2 separate regions of the Zea mays genome follow, and region 2 is linked to region 1. A link is a contact called in public Hi-C data. All regions are on one chromosome and are shown on one strand. Each heading gives the region's core, a stretch centred on a gene start, on an enhancer-like site or on the middle of the called end of the contact. The rest is flanking DNA. Distances are from core to core; before and after follow the strand shown. Region 1 has its middle 3.3 kb from the start of LOC103653322. Region 2 holds the start of LOC103653328 (1-phosphatidylinositol-3-phosphate 5-kinase FAB1B).

Region 1 (6,052 bases), core at 1,380-3,879:
CATCAATTGAGCTGACCTAGGGGGAGGTGACTAGCAGATGTGGCTGTTGATGTGGACCGTCGGCACTGTTCATATTTTTTCTTTTTTACTTGATTATAAAAGGGGTGAGCGGGGTCGACGTTGCGTGCTCCCACTACGTCACTTTCATGCCTCATCTCTCTCTTCCGTTGCTATGGTTCTTGCACTTCGTTTCCTCCGTCGTTGTTGTTGGTTGCCGACGATCGCCGCCGACGTGCGCTCCACTGTTGGCTCGAGTGAAAACTGTCGCGCGTCGTCGTCCCAAGTACACCGTCTTTGAGCGGAAGTAGTCTTTCTGATTCTTCTCCACCGCCATCCGCTGTCGATTCATCTTCCGAGAGGGTGGGCCCAGCCATTGGGCAGGATCTAGGAAATTATGACTTGGATCGGTCTTCACTTTTGTTGTCAAGGGTGAAGGAGTTGGAGGAGCTGGGCTGCTTCCCCGCAGGAGCTTGCAGGGCTGCGAGGTCTAAGACCGTGCCACAGTTAGAGGGGAGATAGTAATCTTCGAAGACTTTTTAATGCTAGACTTCTGTTCTCGTGTCATCAACTTTTGATTGACATGTTGGATAAGTTCAAGATGCAGTTGCATCAATTGACTCCGAATGCGATTGTGGCGATTAGCAAGTTTGTGTGGGCAGTTACCACCTATGGAGGGACTCCGTCCGTGGAGGTTTTCGCAAAGCATTATTGCTTGCATTGGCAGAAAAGGTCGTGGACGATCGTGTTAGTCAGTTTGGGAGTTGCACGTTCATGCCTAAGACTAGGAAGACGAAGGGCAAGGTGACTGAATTGGACCCTTGCACAAAAAATCGATGGGGCGGGTAGACAGACAATTGGTTCTATGTCTGGTGCTTGGATGTCGAGGGCTAGCCGTGTCCTAACTCGATGTCTCCCTTCGACTATGAAGCCTTTCCTCGCTTTGATGTTGCAGAGGGGGGCCAAGATGACAAGATTTTTGGTCACACCTATCGCTAGTAGTGATCAAGACCTTGTCGAAGAGTACATGGCATGTAGAGTGTGGCCGTTGGGGCACATCTGGTCAGTTGGCCTGGTGGAGCACAACAGTTTTCCTGGGTTTGCAAGGCAGCTACTTAGTCCACCCTTCGCGGTTGATTTGTGTGGCCGGTCAGGTGGGGTTATTATGAAGGAGATCGAGGAGGCTGAAAATTGGTTGGGCCTGTGACGGAGCAGGAGCTAGAGAGGAGTTTGGAGATCCGAAAGAATAAAGTTGGGGTCAATCGGGTTTTCAGCATACTTGGGCTGAGTTATGACGTGCACAAGGTTCGCCCGAAGAGGGGAAAACGTCGAAGAGTATGCCAAAGGCCAAATGGGCTCAAGTACAATCCCACATGCACGTCGACGTCCCAAGTGAGAGTGAAGACAATATTGATGTGCAGGTGCTATTCGCCGCAGAGCTGTTGGAGACCTGTGCTTCGGGTCTGGCTCACTGCATGGCATTTAAGGTGGTGATGGCTCCGACTTCGCAGAGGAGGTGAAAATGGTAGGTTAGGGAAGGATCTAGTTCCTATAAAAGTTGGTTCTGGGAGCGCTAAACAGTAGGTTGTTAGGGATGTGCTCCGGCTTTTGGGAGCAAAGATGTTGCGCTAGCTCGAGGGGCGAGGTTTTTTCAAGTGTACCCGCACTTGTATAACATTTTAGGTATTATTTTAGCTGCCAAGAATCCTAAAGGTAAATCTTCGGATCCCATTTATGTGGTCGTGGACATGATGGGGTGCTTAAAGAAGAGGAAGGCCTCGGTCTTATGCCATCTCCAGGAGGCCATGTAAACGGCCGTGCAAAGTACTGTAAATTGTATTGTTTGTAAAACGAAGTTTGAAATAGAAAATGTGATAGAGTGTGATAAGGGGCGGGTTCTGTCCCATGCGTTGTCCATTAGTGACTTGACGCCTCGGATGTTGCCCTTCGTCCTGGCGATGTACACCGGCAACAAGGATCGGCGAGCTGGAGAACAATCTGGACGCTGGATACACACACGATCACACACACTGGACACCGACAGGAGAATTTTGGTGCTGCTGAACACTTGCAGCGTTTTCTGTCTATTGACTATATTAAGAAAAGTTCAGACTGACTACAATAAGGCCGGCTGCCTTAGCGCGTGATTGACGCGTCCATCCCCACGTCTACGCTAAGACCGGTAACTAACCCCCCATTACTACTCCCACATGAACGCATCACTGAAGAATTGAATCAGCTCACATGTGGGTTGACTGGACACTAGAAAAACTGAACCTGAAACTCTAATGACCTAATTGGTTACCCGCACGCACCATCTAAGATTTTATTTGAATTTATGTTTGGTTGAGGAGTTAAAACCTGCATAAATAGATGTAAAATAAGTCATTTTGATACTATTAAACTACATCCACTTATACGTTTAAAATTATCGTATCTGGCTGGACAGAACGACGCCAGCCTGCGCATTGACGCGCGGTCATTAATCGAACCAAACGACATCACACGTTGGAAGCAGCGCAAGGATTTATTCAATATCGGATATGGGGGCTTGCCCTGGGCTTGATCGGAGGCTGCAGCTGTGACAAGTACGGGGTGCCGCACACCTCACCCTCTCGGGACCCTATGTGGTGGTGGTGGACGTCAGCCTGGAGGGCAACCTGACTCTGAGCGGCCGGCAGATGTACGGTGGATATGGACCAGCCCAGGATGATCGGCAAAGGTCGCTAGCATGCTCGGTTAGAGTGTGTAGCTTCATGAGCGTGGGCTGGACGTTCCGTGGCAAGCAGGCGATAGATCATGGCCATCGGCGACCGCCGCTGACGTAGAGCCCGACAAGGAGACGCTGGAGAAGATTGGGGCCATTCCGGCTATCAAGGAGTTGGTTTTCCTCAAGCTGTGATGGATAACGAGTTTTCTGTAGGATTGATATACTTGATAATACGAACTGAACTTGGGGTTTGACGTCTGATGTTCAAGAGGAGGTGGAACGCCATCATCCGCGGGGTCTGTCTCTGTTTGTTTGAGGGCCTTTGCAATTTTTACGCCGAGAACAGGGTCGTTCCTGATAAGGCCCCAATATTATAAGTATTATTTTTACTATTATATATTTGGAACTTATAATTCAATGTATCAAAAAATGAGCGCTAAAAAAGAAGTCAGATCATTACCTCAAATATATTATAGATCATCTTAAAAATGTCTTCTAACATTTCTTGATGCAAAATCATCAATGATAGCTTTAATATTAATATCATCTAACAAATTCTTCTCAATACATAAAGTTGCTAGCATACTTCTTAGAAGGCATAATATCAATGACAATCTACAAGGAATCAATAGAATAAATTAATTCGTGTAATTTGTTAAGCATAATTACTTGCTAAAGCAATTAAAAACTATAGCCTTGCCTGACAATGGTAGCCTGATCGGCTGAGGTCTGAGGGCTGATTCGTTGTTCCCTGACTGGCTGATCCTGTTGCCCTGCGTTGTGAATATGTACTCCCTAGCGCGTATATGTATTTACACTGTGTCCGTCCGCCGTCTCGCGTGTGTTGTTTATGTGCCTCCATGTTCCTGAGTTTGGCGCCAGCCTACAGCTGTATATGGGGTGGGGCCCCTGGGATCTGGGGTCCAGGTCGGTTGGCCCGCTTGCCCTGCCCCAGGCACAGGCCTGCAGGAGAAGGAAGTAGTAATATATAAGACAGTCTATGGCAGTTCGTCTACATGGTCACCTAAAATATTGTTTCGCACTGTTTTACACTGTATAATGCATAGTTCGTAGAGGAGAGTTTGAATATAGAGATGAGAATAATTATGGTGCTGATCCCATATTAACTAGGCAGGTGTGAGAAGTTAGGTTGGCACAGTAGGTTATTGTCTGTTGTATCCATCGTCATCACCATAGGTATGGGTCGAAACCCTCGACTCGGCTCGTTGCGGAGCCGAGCTCGGCTCGCTTCCTTAAAAATTAGTTTAGCTCGATTCGCTACCGGTCCGTCGAGTCAACAAGCTTGACTATATAAGTGTGAACCCGTCCTCCGGGTCATAATATAAAATCTCAAATAATAATTTAAATATCATATTCTAAATTAATACGGTAATTTTATACAGTAATCTATGTTAACATAAATTGTCTATTTAGTACTAATACAACATGCTAATTAAGATATTACGTAATAAATTATTATTGGATGAACCCACGAACCGACTCATGAGTCACAACGAACGAACGACAAACCGAGGTTTTTTTCGAGTCACAAAATCAGACTCAGCTCAAGCCCATTCTAAAAGTTGAGCTGCTTCGTTTTTTCTGCAGGCCTAGTGATGAGTCATCATGTGGCGGGAGACGGCAAGGGTTTAGCATATCGGGCCGGACTTTGTATCTAATCTTTATAGTGGGCGTTAACAAATGTGGGCTGAATAGTACCTTATAGCACATGACAGCCCTGTACTTCCCGTGGCTGGTTATCCGTGCTGTGTGTTAATCTCGCCCCACCCCAAAATAATAACGATAATAATAATAGCAGTAGTAACAGTAACAGTAACAGCAACAGACCCGTGCTGTGTGTAATGCACATGCTGGAAGAGGACCACCGGCACGATGGCAGGATCGTGAATTTTGGTGCGTTGCCTCCAAACATCTGCCGGTTCGTTGAGACCTGAACGTGAATCGGAACAGAGCTGACAAGGATGTTTCTATTCGTGCTGTACGGAGATTATTCGAATCGTTCGATCAGCCGCGGTACGTCTCGTCTCGTCGGTTTTGGTCCCAACTCTGGATGCCGAAGGACCATCTCCATTGCAATGGACATCGACGAGTGGCTAAAGAATATTTGGTCTCGTCCCAAGCAACTCCTCCACAAGTACTAGCGTACTACGGTACTACAAATGCTGCCATGCAAATGAGCTTGTTTGGCAGAGCTACACTCGATGATACTTTATATTCGAGAGCCGATTCTCTAATAGAGTGATTCTGAAGTGAATCTATTTTACGAAAACCAAGCGGTGGGAAGCATATATTTTTTTTTGGCTCTCACTACACTTTCACCATAGAACAGTTTAAATTTTTAGCGTTTGAACTTACGGGAGTGATTCTAGCTGCGAGGAAAAACCGTTTGGCAAACAGCTCTGCCAAACGCCAAGTAACACGGCTGCGCCACTAGCACGGCGTCGCGTCTTCCTCGCGCAGCATGGTCCAGTGCAGCAGTACGTGCTGGTGCCTGGTGCTGGCGTGCTGCTACCTTTCCGGCATCTTTATCCGCAGGCCACACGCCCGCACACGAACACGTCGCCCGCGGCCCACGCACCTGAAGGACGCCGCCCGGCCCCACGCACGCGTCGCTCTCCGTTTCCCGCATTATTATCTCCACGCCTGATGGCTGATGCTGCATGCACTACTCTGGTCTCCGGTGGCCGCTCCTACCGCGTCTCCGATCCAGGTCATAGCCGGATTCGTGGCACAAAAAGTTTTTTACAGATAACAGACTCTAAATAATTTTTTAATACATTTTAAGATTGTTGACAGTAATTTGATCAGTATATGAAAGTATGTTTTTTTTACCATCAATAATAGTGTGACATCTTAATTTATATGGCTGTTGATGCCACAAGTGGATACCTTTTCTGTAGCGCGTGGATGGTGATGAAGTTAGTTAGTGGTGGTAATTTGATTGCTGCGATCACAAATGAATCACTGAATAACACCGTGTACATAGAATTTTGATGTCGCTGCCACGTGTACATAGTTAATGGCAGCAGCAACAGTAAAATGCATTTCCATGCCGGTACACAGTGACAACAAGAAAACACTTGTTTTCATGTGTCGTTGGATGCCCACGCAGCAGGGAAATGAATCCTATAGCAATATTTTTTCCCTAGCAGGGAAACTCATTCTCTGTCAGTAGCTATATATTTTTTTTTCTATCGGGTTTAGGCAATATGAATAATACCTGAACAAAGAAAATATACATACAGAGACGACGACCAAGAAAAATGTACAAGCCATGGCCATATTTCCTTATTATTAAAGCAGGAAGGATCGCCGCTTCCACGT
Region 2 (6,052 bases), core at 1,927-4,426, 310 kb before region 1:
AACTTAAGGTTATGGATGCTCAAGCATATTGATGTAAAATCATAAAGGCATATGAAGGTAAATAGTGATGCATGGAAATTGGAAAATAGATTTGTTTACCTTTCACTTGGGTGACCACAAGCTAAGCATTTCACCTTAACATAGCCACCAGGGTCCATCTGACCGCCTTTGCTGGTGGTATCTGGCTTCAAAAGAGATGCAGCTTCCCAAGACAGAGAAGTAACTATATCTAGCCAACTTTCTTTGCCACTCCCATCAACTAATGGTACCTTTTCAGCCTGAAGAAGTTGAGAAACTAACGCCCGAAAGTGGCCATCAACTATGTCTTTCATGGCTTTCTTGTGTTCCTCAGCTGACTTATCTCTACTTCGACAGTGCCCACTGCCAAAGCTGTTTGTGCGTAGATATCCCCACTCTCCTGTAGCATCCACCCCCTCATCATCATCATGTTCACCATCGTGATCATCCTCTCCGTCCTCGGGTTCTGGAGCTACCCAAAGTAAGCTATTGTTTTCAAAGTCTACGGGCTCATTATCTAGCACTTCCATGCTATACATGGAAGAAGACCGAGCATTACAGCACTCATCAACGTTATGATCTTCATTCTTATCTGCTCCCAAAGAATCAACTAGGGTTGTCAATTTTTTCCTTGGGGATGTAGATTCTTTTGCGTCATCACTACAGCTAACATGATGTCCATCAAAATACATAGGTCCATAATATTTATCAGAATTTTGCATGTGCTGCTCTTCCAAATCTGAACGGAAAACTGTGTAATCATCATCTTCGTCGTCACTCCTAACACAAAGTAAATGTTATTTAACAACACAAATGCAACTTGGGATTCAAATAAATTCCTATGATCTATATTACCATTCATTAGAGCTATTAGGGATAAATCAGATAATGCAAGAAATGAAATTCTCATTGCAATGTAACGCCATGAATTTAGCTAAATCACTGTTCTTCCAAAGAATAGGCACATTCCTTGGCAAAATGAAGTAAACACACAATAGATATGATGAACCAAACTGAGTATATTTCATTTGAAGGAGTGGATACCTGATAAGGACAATGTAAAGCTCTTAACATCAACACCTCACAGACTGCGTGGATCGGTGGATGAATCAAGTGAATAAAGAGAAGGAGTGTTTTTTGTACAAGTTTGCTCATGACTAGGGAGCAGGACTAGGCAGCAGGTGTCTGGTTCCAATTGAAGTGGAGGACATGCTGGTGAACTGTTCCAATATGGAGAAAGCTTTGGAACGAGGGAAGCAGTTGAGTCTAGTTCAACTCAAGGCGGATTGGAAGGTGTGTTTTTTGCCTTTTCTGTTTCTGTGGGTGCTTGATGTTCCTTTGTCTGTGGGAATTTTTGTTTCTGATATTCTCTGCATGTTGTAACTGATATGATCTTGGTTAATCTAAGGCAGGGGCTAGGCCCCCAAATTCTAAAAGAAACTTGAGATTGGGCCCTAGGAGTTAGTGCAGCTCCAAATAATGGTAGAATCCTAAAGTTTGAGGTAATGTACTTAAAAGGCCCTGATACCAATACCAAAGTGGACAAGCACTTTCGAAACAACATATCCAAAAGCTGCAAATACCAGGACTTGCTATGTCCAAGCATCCACAGAAAAAAAATCTTGTGGCTCAACAAGTCTCCTGATACATGCTGGCCTAGGAGCACATGACAGAACTCAGAAACCAGAAAGCATATATGCTGGTACAAATAACAGTTATGTACTTAAAATTTTAGCTAATAGTCGCTGAGGGTAGAGATGAACCTGATGCAAAAGAATATCCAAAGGGTTCAAAAACAGATATTTCTATGTTAAAGAATCCACAAAGAAAATATTATGGCTCAACTAGTAATTAAACATTGTCCTACACCTCTACCCCCAAGACATATATAACATGCAACAGCATCTCACAAGCAGGGATCCAAGCTCCTAATCAGTCAATCAATGCTTGTGTAAACTTATATTAAAAAGTAACATTTCTTATCAATAGAACTGAGACAAATTAGGTTCCAATTTCTTAAATGACAAAGCACGAATCATGGAAAAGCCTTACCTCTGCAAGCAAAAGTTGAATCGATCAGACGAGTTATCAGCGTAAGCTGCAGGCTCCATGGTTGGAGCGGGGTCCATAGCAGGCTGCTGCTCCTCACGATAGCCGTCATCCTCGCCGCAGTTGCCCTCTCCATGGACCGGAAATTCGGAGTAGCTAATATTCGCATAAGACGACATTTGCCCATTCGTCCCAGTGAAGCTGGACTTGTCACTGCAAACACTAGCGGCAGACAGAGACGGGCTAGACGGCTGTTGCCCTGCAGCGGCCCCCCGCGCTGCGGGTTCCTCCTCCATCCAGCGCTTAAAGCAGTAATTGCAGACCCTAATCCTCTCGCCGTCCTCCCTCGCGGCGTCCCCCGGCGAGCGGGGCACAGAGTTAGCCGTGCACCGGGCGCAGAACACACGGCCGCAGTGCCGGCAATGGTGGCGCCGATTCAGAATGGTGAACTGCGCGTCGCAGTCGTAACACACGCGGCAGCTCTGGTCCGGCATCCAGAAGTCCCTCGACAAGTCATGCGGCAGCGGCTGCCCAGCCGCCGCGTCCGACTGCAACGCGGGCGGCGGAGAGTGGTCGCCCCGCCGCGGCATCCACGACTTCACCGCACCGAACAACTCCACGAGCCGCCCATCCGGCGATCCCATCATCCGCGCCACGCTTACCACCGCCACCGCCAGCAGCCCCGCCCCTCATGCTCAATCCGGCGACGCCTCAATCCGCATAGCTAGCTTTCCCCAGAGCCAAAACAATTCCACCTCCGCGCCGCAATCCGCCCACCAGATCAGATCACTAACACCAGCGGTGGCGGCGGCAGTAGCAGCAGCGGAAGCAACTCACAACCTCGACGGATTGGGCACCAACGCTCCGAACTCGCCGCGAAGAACACGGCGCGGCTGAGATCGAAGAGCAAAGCCTTGGAATCGCGGGAGGGGAACTAATTTGGCCTATATAAGAAAAAAAGAGGTTAATAACTTCGGCTGAGATTAGGAGGGCTGAGGGTTCCAGAAGGGCGCCAGTGGAGCACGGGAGGCTGGAGGGTGCGGGTTCACGGGGACGGAGATAGAAAGGGAGAGAGGAGATTGATAACTGACGCGTTTTCCATTTTTTTCGAAACTTTATCTTGATTTGGATTTACATGTTTTCATTTTATTCCTTCTGCTTTTAGTTGCTTTTTTGTGCGCCACCGGCTCTACCTATTTCGACTTTTCGAGTTTCACTATCCTTTGTTTTTATTTGGTTTCATTCCACGCTATATCGTGAATTTCCTTTGGGGCATAATAATTAATAAATGAATTAACTCAAAGAAAAATAATATTATAGGACACATTTGCACTGTAAGAGCATCTCCAACAATACCTCAAACTAGTGCTTCAAATTAAAATATAGGGCTCTACAGTAAACACTACTTCAATGGTGTCTTATTTTCTAAAATTTTATCAAAACTTATAGGACACCCTCTCAAGTGTATCAAATATACTATACCTTAGTGGGCTACCCTATAATTTAGAATTAGAGCTTTACTATTATAGTAGAATATTTTATTGGTGTCTTAAAAATATAAAATATATTTATTTTTAAATTATAATGTATTTATATAGAACCTTTTGTTGAAGATGCTCAGTGACGACAGTGTTGTTATTATTTTTGTTGCCACGCCAAGACTGCGGACTCCAGTTATTTCTGCGCGGGCGTTGTTCCATATTTTACATGTTCTTATATTATTATTGTTGGGACCATGCTTCGTCGCCGAAGGTCCTGCGGAAAGAAACAGCTTCGGCTGAAGCTGCTTGTACGTGATGCCAAAGGTACCATTCATGAAGCTTCAGTATTACAGCATATTCGAAGATGAAGGGTCGAACCAACTTAAAGATAGAATGACCTTTTAGTCTATAAGGGTCTGAGTCAACGTTGTAAACTTTTATGAGGGGCATGATTGTAATTCCTGACAGGTTGTGTCCTGTGCCTATAAATAGTGAACAGTATTCCTTTACTGTTCACGCATTCCTGTAATTGCAAACGCATCACTCGGGAATTATTGTTTATCAAGGCAAAGGTATAAATGTACCTAAATATTATGTTCAAACATCTTAGATTCATATAATAAGATATATAAATGATGTCATTTATTTCCGATGTATTTATTTTTAATGTTTCACATTTTATATTACCTTGTATTATTTTTGTAAATTTAATTACGAAGGCGCTCGTGGTCTTCGTCCGAAGTTCATTAAATCCTTGGGGAGATAATGCTTCAGCGGACGAAGGGCATTGATATTTAACATTTTATGTTGCCTTGTTCTTAATTCATAGCATTCGAGAACAAGTCCCCAACATTGGCGCTCACCTCCGGTGAACTCACTTCCACTTTCCTGAATCAATGGCTTTGTTCAAGAACCAAGCTGGAACTGCTTCGGCTCCGAAGCTGATTCTCCCGATAACAGGCGGTTCATGTTCAGAGCCGGCTAACAAGAAACAGAAGAAGGAGGCACAGAGAAGAGTACAACATGTAGGGGTACAATGACCCTTCATCAAGTCAAGATGGTCTCACATTCCAATTACCTTCTCTTAAGAGGATCTTCAGCTCAAGGATTACCCACACAACGATGCTATGGTTATCTCTTGTGTGATCAAAGGATTTCTGGTTCATAATGTTTTGGTTGATACAGGCAGCAGCTGATATCATATTTTCTAAGGCCTTCAGACAGATGCAAGAGCCCGAAGACAAGATCCATGATGCCACACATCCCCTTTGTGGCTTCGGAGGAAGGCAGATTGTAGCACTTGGAAAAATCACAATGCCAGTAACCCTCGGATTCATTAACAACACAAGGACTGAACAAGTTGTGTTCGACATTGTTGACATGGAATACCCTTACAATGCAATCATTGGTCGTGGTACTCTCAATGCCTTCGAAGCAATTCTTCATCCAACATATCTTTGCATGAAGATACCTTCGGACCAAGGATCTATTGCCATTCATGGAAGTCAGGAAGCTGCCAGAAGGGACGAAGGAAACTGGACAGACTCAAAGGCAATCCATAACATAGATGGAGCTGAAGCTTGTGAGCAGTACAAGTTTAGAAGGGAGAAAGCTGCTTCGGCCGATCAGCCGAAGCCCATGCTTTTATGTGAGGACATAGCAGAGCAGAAAGTGTTATTGGGATCCCAACTGTCTGAAGAACAGGAGAAAACCTTGATAAGGTTTCTGTTCAACAACAAAGATGTTTTTGCATGGTCAGCCAATGATCTTTGTGGAGTCAACAGAGATGTTATTGAACATTCGCTCAATGTTGACCCATCCTTTAGACCTAGAAAGCAGAGGCTTCGGAAGATGTCTGATGACAAGGCCGAAGGTGCTCGGAATGAAGTAAAAAGGCTCCTTAGTGCCAGAGTTATCAGAGAGGTAAAATACCCAGAGTGGCTGGATAACACTGTTATGGTAAAAAAGGCCAATGGTAAATGGAGAATGTGTATTGATTTTACTGATCTCAACAAGGCCTGTCCGAAGGACGAGTTTCCATTGCCGAGGATAGATTCTCTAGTCGATGCAGCAGCTTCATCAGAGCTTATGAGTCTGCTGGATTGTTATTCAGGCTATCATCAAATTTGGATGAAGAAGGAAGATGAGCCAAAAACCAGCTTCATAACCCCTAGTGAAACATATTGTTACCTTCAGATGCCTAAGGGGCTCAAGAATGCTGGAGGAAGCTTCAGCAGAATGACAGCGAAGGTTCTTCATTCTCAGATAGGCAGAAATGTGCTAACTTATATTGATGATATCATTGTAAAAAGCATGAAGCAAGATAATCACATTGCTGATCTGCATGAGACCTTCGCTAATTTTAGACAGGCTGGTTTAAAGTTGAACCCAGAAAAATGTGTCTTCAGAGTGAAGAAAGGGAAATTTCTTGGCTGTCTAGTCTCAACAAAAGGGATTGAAGCTATTCCAAATAAAATCGAAGCCATCCTTCGAATGGAGCCACC

What was found. A called contact is a pair of places that touch in the nucleus more often than the background predicts.
Region 2: a Hi-C map of ear shows a contact between it and region 1, with 2.1 times the contacts expected there. The contact joins the promoter of LOC103653328 here to the enhancer-like site in region 1. A contact is called at or near these places in 5 of 25 Hi-C or Micro-C datasets (bundle sheath, ear, endosperm and 2 more).

Annotation. Positions count from the first base shown.
Region 1 is chr4:65,014,773-65,020,824 of Zm-B73-REFERENCE-NAM-5.0, reverse strand. No RefSeq gene overlaps it. Among protein-coding and RNA genes, the nearest start is that of LOC103653322, 3.3 kb to the right of the region's middle. Within about 2 kb of position 2,629, at least 7 of the 20 cell types and tissues checked have an H3K27ac peak or open chromatin away from gene starts, as enhancers often do. A contact at or near this core is called in ear, where this site is marked.
Region 2 is chr4:65,325,761-65,331,812 of Zm-B73-REFERENCE-NAM-5.0, reverse strand. It overlaps LOC103653328 (1-phosphatidylinositol-3-phosphate 5-kinase FAB1B), which reads right to left and starts at 3,176. Exons shown (of 11, transcript XM_008680260.3): 1 at 2,071-3,176; 2 at 100-798. The coding sequence starts at 2,714.